2 separate regions of the Rattus norvegicus genome follow, and region 2 is linked to region 1. Evidence: chromatin contacts called from public Hi-C data. All regions are on one chromosome and are shown on one strand. Each heading gives the region's core, a stretch centred on a gene start, on an enhancer-like site or on the middle of the called end of the contact. The rest is flanking DNA. Distances are from core to core; before and after follow the strand shown. Region 1 overlaps Rab40c (Rab40c, member RAS oncogene family). Region 2 holds the start of Pigq (phosphatidylinositol glycan anchor biosynthesis, class Q).

Evidence for each region. Hi-C and Micro-C count contacts between places; a contact is called where the count stands out from the background.
Region 2: a contact with region 1 is called in a Hi-C map of hepatocytes, with 2.1 times the contacts expected there. The contact joins the promoter of Pigq here to the enhancer-like site in region 1. A contact is called at or near these places in 2 of 12 Hi-C or Micro-C datasets (frontal cortex and hepatocytes).

What each region holds. Positions count from the first base shown.
Region 1 is chr10:15,415,771-15,421,008 of GRCr8, reverse strand. The region is part of intron 2 of Rab40c (Rab40c, member RAS oncogene family); the gene reads left to right. It also overlaps a transcript of Mettl26 not described here. Among named protein-coding and RNA genes, the nearest start is that of Wfikkn1, 15 kb to the right of the region's middle. Within about 2 kb of position 2,413, at least 30 of the 93 cell types and tissues checked have an H3K27ac peak or open chromatin away from gene starts, as enhancers often do.
Region 2 is chr10:15,460,801-15,466,038 of GRCr8, reverse strand. Pigq (phosphatidylinositol glycan anchor biosynthesis, class Q) reads left to right here and starts at 2,951. Exons shown (of 11, transcript NM_001007607.1): 1 at 2,951-2,987. It overlaps LOC134480763 (a long non-coding RNA gene), which reads right to left and starts at 3,650. Exons shown (of 2, transcript XR_010055541.1): 1 at 3,525-3,650; 2 at 1-1,970.

The DNA of each region.
Region 1 (5,238 bases), core at 1,164-3,663:
AAAAAAAACCTTATTAGAAAAGTTTCAGAGGCACCCACAGTACAGCAGCTCCTCGACAAGCCCTAGTTCTCAAGCCAGAGTCACAGAGCCTTCTGCAGCTTCTTGGGGGCTTTCATGGGGATCAGAGGGACAACCACCTCATCAATGGTGAAAAAAGATGTAAGTAGATAGAAGACCCTGGGAGCTCCAGAGAGCTCAGACATCTCACCACACTTCTGAGAACAAAGACCAGCTTCCTGCCCCATTGGCAGGCTAGCTAGACACCCCCAAAGAGCGTCTAAAAATTACAGATCAATGGAGATCGTGGAAAAGGCTGGAAAATAAAATTAAGGAACTCTCCCAGAAAATAGAATATAAAGGCAATCCTGATGGGGAAAGATGAGAAAGCTGACAGTTATCTTAGCAGTCGTTCTGACCAGCAGGGCAGGAGGACAGGGTCTAAGCGTGTAGAGCAATGCTGGCAGATGAAAGCACTGAGGACAGGGGTCACAGCCATCGCTAAGCAGAGGAGACAGCCTGAGAACAGTTAGAGGGAAAGGGGGGGAGCAGCAGGGCGCTGGGCAGGGGTCAAGGGTAGCTTTGTGAGATCTGGTCTCATATAAACTTGAACAATGAATGGTAGACCCAGCTAGGACCCCCGCCAATGTTTTTATTCTCATGAGCAGAGCAAGTGTTATGACCTCCTTGCCTCAGTTTCCCTGTTCGGTATATATCCCATAAAATTAAGAATTGGGTTCAGATGAGCAAGAGGGCTATGAGGACAGAGCCAAGCCATTAGGGGAAGCTTTCAGATCACGGGTAGTGACTGGCTCAGCAGATGGTCTGGGGCTTGAGGGCAAAGCTGGTCCTCACGGGGCTTGTCTTAGCTGATTAAAAAGAAAAATATTTTTAGACAGAAGGGAAAATGAATGGTGCTGAAAGAGAGTTATCATAGATGGCATCCTGCCGACACCACCCACTCATGAGAGTGACGTTCAGACCTGAGCTTGCCTATAGCTCTGCCAGACTGGGCCCACATGCCTGCTGTCTCCCTTGGGTCTGGTTTAGACCTCTTCCAGGTCACTGCTCTGCCTCTTCTACTGCATCCCTCCACCTCTGTGCTCCCTCCTTCTCAGGACCTACTTACCCTCAAGCTTTGGATAATTGCTCCTTTTAGAACCCTACTAAGCCAAGGGCTCTTTCTCTGGTATCTTGGCTTAGCACATTAATGTGGGCTGTCATTAGACCCCCAAGCATTCACTTCTACTGGCCTTTGCTTGCTGTGGCTGCTTGATGTAGAGCCCCTTCAGACTGTGTGATGAACAGAGGACCTAGTGAGGTCCTCCTCACTGAACTGAGCGCTAAGACATTAAAATCACCGAGTCCTCCAGTCCTGTTGGGGAGAAGGGTCCAGAAGCTTCTGGAGGAAACTTTGGGGACTCTTAATTTCTTGAATGGCTTTGGGTTGTAGATTAACCAGGCTGGAGGACTAGAAGTCTAGGTAAAGATGCTTTGCAGGGTGAGGAAAGCGGTTTTCATTTTTTCAACTTAAAAAAAAAAGGTGTGTGTGTGTGCTTATAAGATGCTGATGCAAAGCCACTGCTGTGACCCTTGTGATCTCCTCAAGCCCAGGTCTGCCAGGAGAGCTGAAGGTCTAGCTCTGTGGGTTTGTGTAATGCACATTCACTGATAGTTACGCAGCACCACAGAGCTTGGTTGTTCCTTTTCTTTTTGAGAGGATCATACTGTAGCCCAGGCTGCCTTTCGCTCACAATCACTGTGATTGTGTACAAGCATGTGCCATCACACTGTTGGGGTTTTCTTGTTGTTGGGGTTTTCTTGTTGTTTGGTTGGTTTATTTTTTTTATTATTATTATTTTTTAATGGGTGCACTGTCGCTGTCTTCATGACACCAAAAGAGGACATTGGATCCCATTACAGATGGTTGTGAGCCACCATGTGGTTGCTGGGAATTGAACTCAGGACCTCTGGAAGATCAGTCAGTGCTCTTAACCACTGAGCCATCTCTCCAGCCCCATCACACTGGTTCTTGACAGCTGATTTCTGTTTCGTTTTGCTTTTTTGAGACAGGATCTATGTTAAGTCCTGGTTGTTTTGGAATTATGTACACAAGGCTGGTCATGAACTCAGAGATCTGTTTGCCTCTGTTTCTGACTGCTGGGGTTAAAGGTGTGTGCTGCCCTGCCCAGGTCATTGGTTTATTTTGAATAAATCCTACCTGTGGGGAAGGGTACTAGGAGTGGAACCAGCCTTGTGTATGCAAATCATGTTTTACTGCTGTGCTCTACACTGAGTTCCCATTATTTAAAAAGCTGGTGACTGTGTCTCATGTTCAAAACCTGATGGGGATAGGCTGATTCACTGGCCAGCTGATGACTGTGTCTTATATTTAAAACCTGATGGGGATAGGCTGATTCACTGGCCAGCTGATTGATGACTGTGTCTCATATTTCCTGGCTGAACAAGGAACACCTAGGTGTATATGAAGCAGGCCAGTGGCTACAGAGCAGGCCCTGCTCCCTCCACTTCCAGGGTCAGCTCCACTCTTAAGATGCTTGACCTGGTTCCCAGAGCTGCAAACCATCTCTGTATTAGCAGCTTTCAGGGCGCTCCTATAGGTCTACTAAGGTGATGCAAATGTATTTCATTCTAAAAGGCAGGTATGTTGTTGGCTGGGGAGGCCTGTGAGTGTCACACAGCCAGGTCAGTGGCAAGGACCAGCTCAGAACCCAACTGAGAACAGTTGACAGGTTCATCGACATAGTTCTTTATGTTGTTGACAGGTCTGTTAGTGACTACCAAGGTCTCTTTGAATGTTCTTCCCAGGCATCCATTGTTCTGTTGCAGCTGCTGCAGGCCTGGGGCCACAGCACCATCTAGGGGTAGCTTGGTAGCCAGGCAGTTGCTTTCCTCAGGGATAGGACTGGGGAGTCCAGATCACAGTCAAGGAAGGCTATGCTGCAGGTCCTGCTGATCTTTCTCAAAGAAGCCAATCAAAAATTAGTATAAAGTGTGGTGGTGTGCACTTTAATCCCAGCATGGGAAGTAGAGGCAGGCTATCTTTATGAAAGATCTCTTTAGTTCAAGGACAGCCTGGTCTACATAATGAGTTCTAGGCCAGCCAGAGCTACATAGTGAGGCTCTGCCTCAAAATGAATGAATGAATGAATGAGTGAGTGAGTGAGTGAGTGACATTTATCAAATAAAAATAAAATCACTGCAATAGTGTCCTCACAAGCTTCTCTTGGAAGCTGCAGTTGCCAGCATTGAGCTTCTTCCTGGGGAGCTTAGGGAAAAGTAGGGAAAGGGTAAAGCAGCTCTCAGTCTTGTGGGTGTGTGTGCAGTACCCTTACTTTATGTCATAGAAACAGAGTAGTCAGAGGCAGGAGGATTGCTACAAATTTCAAGCCAACTACGTAACAAAGTCCAGGCCAGCCAGACTTCATAGAAAACCTTGCCTCAACTGGGCATTAGTGGTGCACACCTTTAATCTCAGTGATTGGGAGGCAGAAGCAGGTGGATCTCTGTGAGTTTAAGGACACCTGGTATATAGAGCTAGTTCCAGAACTGTCTGGGAAAACAAAAACAAAAAAAAAAATGGATGCGGGGGAGGAGGAGTGGGGGGAGGGGAAGGGGGAGGGGGGAGAGGAAGGAGGAGGAGGAGAAAAAGTAAAACTGTCTCAGAAAGCATAAAGCATGTCTTAACAATATTTATCAGATACACAGCTCAGTAGCACCTGCTATTTGTGCACTGTGCAGTCATTATTTTATAGCACCCCCTCCCCACGCACCACCCGCTATGCCTAGCAAAGCAGAAAGGTCCCGGTGCGTCTCCACCTTGCCGTCTGTTTTGAGTCTAGCCATCTAATCCAGCATGCAGTGCTCAGCAAGCACAGGGTTCTGGTTTCCTTTCCTGGTGGCCGCCCCGCCAATAGTGCAATTGTACAGAACAATTCCTTGTGCTTGGCACCATTGCTGTCCATTGCTGTCCGTGTCTTTGGCAGGGATATGGCTTTGTCCATTTTGAGTTGAGTTTTATTATTGAGTTGAAGGGTTTTTTTATAGAACTTTCAGTCCTAATAAAATGTGTAATTTGCAAATATTTTCTTTTATTCTGTATGTTGCAATTTTTCACTCTATTGTAGTGTCCTTTAATGCATGAGAACCTAGTTTGGATGCAGTTACTAGTTGACTAGGCAGAAGATGGCTCAGAAGGAGCACCTGATGCCTGAAGGTATTGTCTTCCTGCACAGGGACATGGGCACACAGACATCAATATATACTCACCAGGATGTATACCTGCACTAGTACACCAAATTCTGTGAGAGTGAGACCTATGCATTCTAAAACACCCATTTCCAAGATCTCTTGGACCAAAACTTTATTCTGTTTTAGACAAGGTTTCATGTGGATCAGGCAAGCTTGAATTTACTGTGCAGATAAAGATGACTTTGCGTTCTAAATGATGATCCTGCTTCTACCTCTCAAGTGGGATTACAGATATGTATCACCACACCTGGATTGCAATATGTATATTCATATATATATGAAAAGTAAGAAACCGGTGCCTTTAAGGTGGTGTGTTTTTTTTTGTTTTTTTTTTTTTTTTCTTTTTTCTTTTTTTCGGAGCTGGGGACCAAACCCAGGGCCTTGTGCTTGCTAGGCAAGCGCTCTACCACTGAGCCAAATCCCCAACACGCCTTTAAGGTGTTAAGGGTGAGAGAGGAGCATCATTGTTTAGGGTCATCAGCTTCTGCTACATAGTAAGGCCATTGCCCCTGCCCTCCCCGACCATAAAGGCTTGATACCACCAACATCTATTGGGGTGACCTTTTTTATTTTTCATAAAAATGTGAAACTATAAAGCAAACAAACTTTCAAGTCAGAGAAAGCATAAGTTCTCTAGGGACTGGTGTAGGGAGCAGCATTTTAAAAATTACGTTAGTCCTGTGTAGAAGGGTTCATTTGTAATCCTCAGGTGCTTAGGCAGGAGATTTAATGAGCTTAAGGCCAGGCTGGGCTACTTCTTGGGACCCTGTCTCTAAAAGCTAAGTAGCCAGGCAGTGGTGGCAAACACTTTTAATCCCAGCACATGGGAGGCAGTGGCAGGGAGATTCGTAGAGTTTGGGGCCAGCCTGGTCTACAGAGGGAGTTCCAGGATAGCCAGGCTACATAGAGAAACCCTATCTGGAAACAAAACAAAACAGGTAAAAACCGTAAGTAAATAAGTAAATACCT
Region 2 (5,238 bases), core at 1,702-4,201, 44 kb before region 1:
ATAGGCATCGGTGGCCTTCACAGCTCACTGCTTCCTTCCCAGTACAGCCCTGCTTGGTCTTCCACAGGCCAGGGTGGGAGATAGCTAGGGAGGGCTGCTGGGGCCCCCCAGCCATAGCGAATCGCTTTTCTCCCTGGGGAGCTGGGCTGTAGCCCACCCAGGAATGCCCTGAAGTACAAGCTGCCCTCAGAGGAGGCACTGTTCTCACTGGGGCTGGATTGGCCAGGCCAGGGCCAGTCCGAACAGGACCTTCAGCTGCCCCATTAACCACCTACCTGGTGATAGCATCAGGAAGCCACCCCACTGTGAGGCATTACAAGTGGCGTTGGGGCTAGAGTTCTGGCTGGCCAGCCCAGGGAACTGTGGGGCTACAGGCCAGGGGTGACACAAGCTAGCTGGGCGCCATTGACCTGGACGCTTCTGGGGGGGACTGCCGAGGTCAGAGCCAGGGGTCCAAGGAACCTCAGGTCTTAAATCTGGGGCACCTTCCTCTCAGCACCCCCATGTGCCTACCACTCTGCTGTCTGACCCTGGGAGGGAGCGGCATCACCAGCCTCACAGGAAGAGCTTGACTTCTTGGTGGAGCTGCCAAGAGGGTGACCAAGGTGTGGTCCTGACACAAAAGTCCTGCCTGGAGGGGTGACCTATAGTTGTAGAGGGCTGGGGGTGCCTCTTGAACAGTCAGGCTTGCCCAGTGGAGCTGTGCAGGGGCAGTAGAAAGTGTTCAGGATTAGGGTGAGGCCAATGTGAAGACCCAAACCAGAGGGTGCAGGCCTGGAGGCTGGGGACTCAGTCCAAACAAATCAACTTGTCCCTGCAGGAAACTTGCCTGGTCACTCCTCCCCTAGCTACACCCTCCCCCAACACACACACCTATGCTGTCTCTAACAACAGAGGCCTGACCTCAAGCCCCGAGGCCAGTTAGCCCCAGGTAAGAGGTATCATAATCTCTGTGCAAGGGGTGAGGGGCAAGTGGGGAGCCCTGGGAGGTTGGAGTTTGAATGTCTCCCTGGCTAAAGCAGAGGGGCTGTGTATGGTGATGGTCGAGGTGAAGATGGAGGTGATAGTGGTGAGGGACTAATGCGAACTTAGGCAACTCCTATGAAGGAGTCATCCCAGGGCTGCTTATCTGCCTCCTCCCCTCCTCCTTCTCAAGCCAGGACACAGCCGTGCATGCGATTTGAGCCTTAGAGCTAAACCTTTGACCCTTTTGGGTGCATAGTATCTCTCAGACTACTGCAGCAGACACCTAGACACCTGTGTGGTTGCTGTGCTTGGGGACCAGGTGAGCACTCAGAACCGGGAGGAATTGAACACACATGCAGCTCAGCCTTCCCCTCCACCTCCTACCTCACCTTAGCTCTTCATCTACAATGGGAGGGTGCCAGCACCCATGGGCCACCATCTGCACACATGGATGTTCCAACTCTTTTGCAGCTGCAGAGAAGCCGAGACTGTGACTGCTTGCTGCCCTGGCCTCCCGTCTGTCCTGACTCCTTGACCTCCTGGGCCACCCCTATCCCCAGCCACCTACCCGCAAGGGCCTCATCTCAGGCTGGACCAACTTAGAGATGCCAGTGGCTCTTGGCAGCCTCGGCTGCTGGGACGAATCCTGGTGCCAGCAGGGGCTGCAGGGAGCCCCCGAGGCCTGCACTGTTCCCCAGATGGCCTGCTCTTCTTGACGGCTGGTGCTGCATCTTGTGTCCATGTGCTGGATCTTGAGGGACGCTCCATTTGTCAACTACCCTGCTGCATTCCTAGAACTGGAGCCTTTGTTCCAGAGGATGTGGCTGTGACAGCTGCAGGGCTTGTGGTGGTCAGTGACCTCATCCACAGGGCTGTGTATGCTCTTCGGTACACTTCCCGGGAACCCCAGGGCCGCTGGGTGACTGTAGGCAAGTTCTTGTCCCCCCGAGGGCTGGCTGTGGATGCTCTTGGCCACTTCCTGGTGACAGACTACTTGCCTGGAACTGTGCACAGCTTCATGTTAGGACCAACCTGTGAGCCTCTTGCTCCAACCTCCATGCTAGGTCTGGAGAGCCCTTGTTGGGTAGGTCCAGGGCCTGATGGAGGCTTTGCTGTGAGTGAAGAGTTTGGGGATGTACAATTGTTTGGCAGTGCCCACCAGCCTCTGGGCTCCCTAGGAACCCTGACTGGGCACAGCTTTGGTCATCCAGCAGGTGTGTGCTGTGATGCAGAGGGTAGCATTATTGTGGCTGATGAGCAGAGGCAACAAGTGACTCTGTTTCCCCGGGTTGGGCCACCCATCTGCTTGCCGTTGGAGGGACTAAAGAGGCCCTTGGGTTTGGCCTGTGCACCCCAGGGCCCACTAGTGGTGGCAGATGCAGGGGACAACTGCATCAAGGTATACCAGTATCTGGGGGGAGATGGCCTGAGGGTGGGCTCTGGGGAAAATAGTCCGTTGCTATGACTGGCCGGGCCTGAGTCCCTTGTACTATCGTGGAAGATTAGTAGGCTCCTTGAGGGCTGCTGAGCCTTCTTCCTGACACCTGCTCTTAGCTAGCCTTGTGATTTCCTCTTGGCAAGTGCTCCTGTCTACACCGAAACCATGAATCACCATCTCTTGATCAGGTTCTAAATGGGGTCACCTTCACTTCCCTGTTCAGTATGCTCATAGTTTTTCATGGCCTGAAACCCCATGGGCCATCCAGTCCCTCGTTCTGCTAGCTTGGGTCTCAGGAGGCCTGAGCTCTGAGGCCACACTTGAAGCTATAGATCCTGGGGACTGAGGCTGTCTGCCAGCAGATACCTAGGCAAGATCTCCTGCCGAGTGCCCCAACCCCTACATCCTAATCAGAGGCAGGCAGGCAGGCAGGCAGGGTGTGGCTAGGCTGGGCTGGGCAGTTTAGGGGAAGGGTGTGGTTCCTTAGTGTCCCCCCGCCCCCACCCTCAGAAATATCCCATTCTTGAGCCTCCAACAGCGCTCTGGGACCAAAAGAGAAGTAAGGAGTAGGCAAATCAAAGGGGTAAGCCTTATATGTGTCCTGAGCTTTTGGGTGGGGTCCTGGGATGGTTCTGGGTAGCACAGGTTCTTTCATACCCTTCCATTCAAGACAAGAGCCTTTCCTCCCATGTTACAGATGAGATCTGGAAGTGGGGAAGGGCGTGTGTGCACATGTGTATGTGTGAGGAGCTTACTCAGTGAGAATCTGTGTCTCACCCATGATCTTCAGGTGGGAAAGAGCAAGAAAAAGGTGCTTGCTTTTGTCCCCTTCAGGGTGTGGGGTGGCACCCAGCCTGTTGTCTGGAAGTTGAGGTCACCACACAAGTCACTCCTCCAGGTTAGCTCAATATGTCCTGATCATTATGTTGTGGGGGATTAACAGACAATAAAAGAAATTTTGTTTGTAAGTAGATGCTCAAATTACTGCGTTGTTAGGGGAATTGCTCTCAGACTATGCGACCCACGGAGGTCGCACTCTACCCGCAATGTAGAGAGATAGTGGGCAGGGCGGGGGTTTAGGAGGCCAGGCAGGGTGTGGCGGTAAGAACAAAGCGGCTACCTGGATCCTCAAAGGCTGGATCCACCCGATCTTTCAGGACATTTACAGCGAGGGTAGCTTTGATGACAGGAGCCGTGCGCGCGGAACTCTCGGGCTCAGGCAGTGGACAGCCCGGGCACGTTTGGGGACCGGACCGTCGCGCGACAACGCGCGGAGCCGGCGGAAATGGTGCTGATGTCCCGCGGCGGGCCTGGGAGCCGCGAACACAGTCGTCCTCCCGGGCCCGCCGAACGCGGTGCTCAACCAAGTCCCTTCCCTACCGCCTGGGTACGCGGCCCGGGGGATCAGCCGGTGAGCACTAGCGGGGGCCGGGGCCCGGAGAGGAAGAGGAGGAAATCCCGAGGCAGCGCAGGCCTCTTGGTCCTCAGTGCCTGGTGCCTAAGACTGTGAGATAGGAAGCTGGAGGCCGGGGTGGAGGGAGCAGCGGCTACCGCGCAGCTGACCTCCAGGCTCAGCGGCACCCTTTGTGGGTCTGGGCTTGCTATCCCGAAATTGAGGGCGGCGAAAGGCCCCTCCTCCTCTCCAGGCGGGGAAATTGTTGAAAGATTCCTGGGGCACCGGCTGAGAGGCTCATATTTATCGACTCCAGTAAAAATCGGAAACAGATTACCCCCACCCTTTGAAATGAAAAAGGAAAGCATTTACAGAGGCAAAAATGTGTTTCTGGACAGATTCTCTTATAGGCTAGGTTGGCCTCAAAATCCTAGTGTAGCAAAGGATGACCTTGAATTTTTTTGATCGTCCTGCGGCCACCTTCGGATTACAGATAAACTACTACTATCGGTCTATGAGGTTCTGTGGACTGAACACAGGGTCTTGTGCAGGCTAGGCAAGCTCCCTACCAGCTAACTACATCCCTAGTAAGAAAAGTGGGGTTTTTTTTGGGGGGGGGGCGTTTATCTTGAACGTGTGGTAAAACCGAACCCTCTCAAAGATTCACAAAGTAATGTTTCAGCTATGATGTGTCCCAGGCCTCTCCTAACTGGGCTGTACATCCCTCAATCCTGCTCCTTGCAGGGGAGTAAGCAGTACCTCTGCTTTTGCTCAAGTCTGACTTGGAGTTCTGTGGAGAGACTTCCTGGGGCCTCTTATTTAGACCTCCTGGGAATGGGCTGTCCAGGAGGGACTTAGCAAAGGCAGCTTTTCCAAGCTTGGGCTGTTCTTTTAACCAGCATCTTTAAAGGTGTTCGCACAGCCCAGGTCTCTGCCTTCTCTTTCCAGCCTCTCACCTCTTGTATCGATCGCCTGCTCTTTCATTTTTTCCTGCTGCTGAAATCCCAGCAGCCCAGTGGAAGCACACTGCTTTTTACACTTCAGTGCTTCCGGAGAGGCTGAGTTGGGAGTAAGGGTGGGGATTTGCCTCCAAACTTGTTGAGTTCTCTCAGTGCCCCACAGATCAGAGCACCAACCTCTCTCTGCCTTCCACCTTCTTTCCTTAGACCTGAGCGCTCTCTCTCTCTCTCTCTCTCTCTCTCTCTCTGTGTGTGTGTGTGTGTTTGGGTTAAGGTAAACTATAAATGAAGCATGCTCTGTAGAAAGGATGTGCATAAACACAGTGTGCATACAGCACAGTGGATTTACACCTTGAACAGACTCAAAAACAGCCTTCACAACATCAGTTTATAATTAGACCAAGGGCATGTCTCTTCCCACCCTGTTGTGAACATTTTTCCTTAGTTCATGTGAAGTGTTCCCCAGAAGAGCCAGATATTTC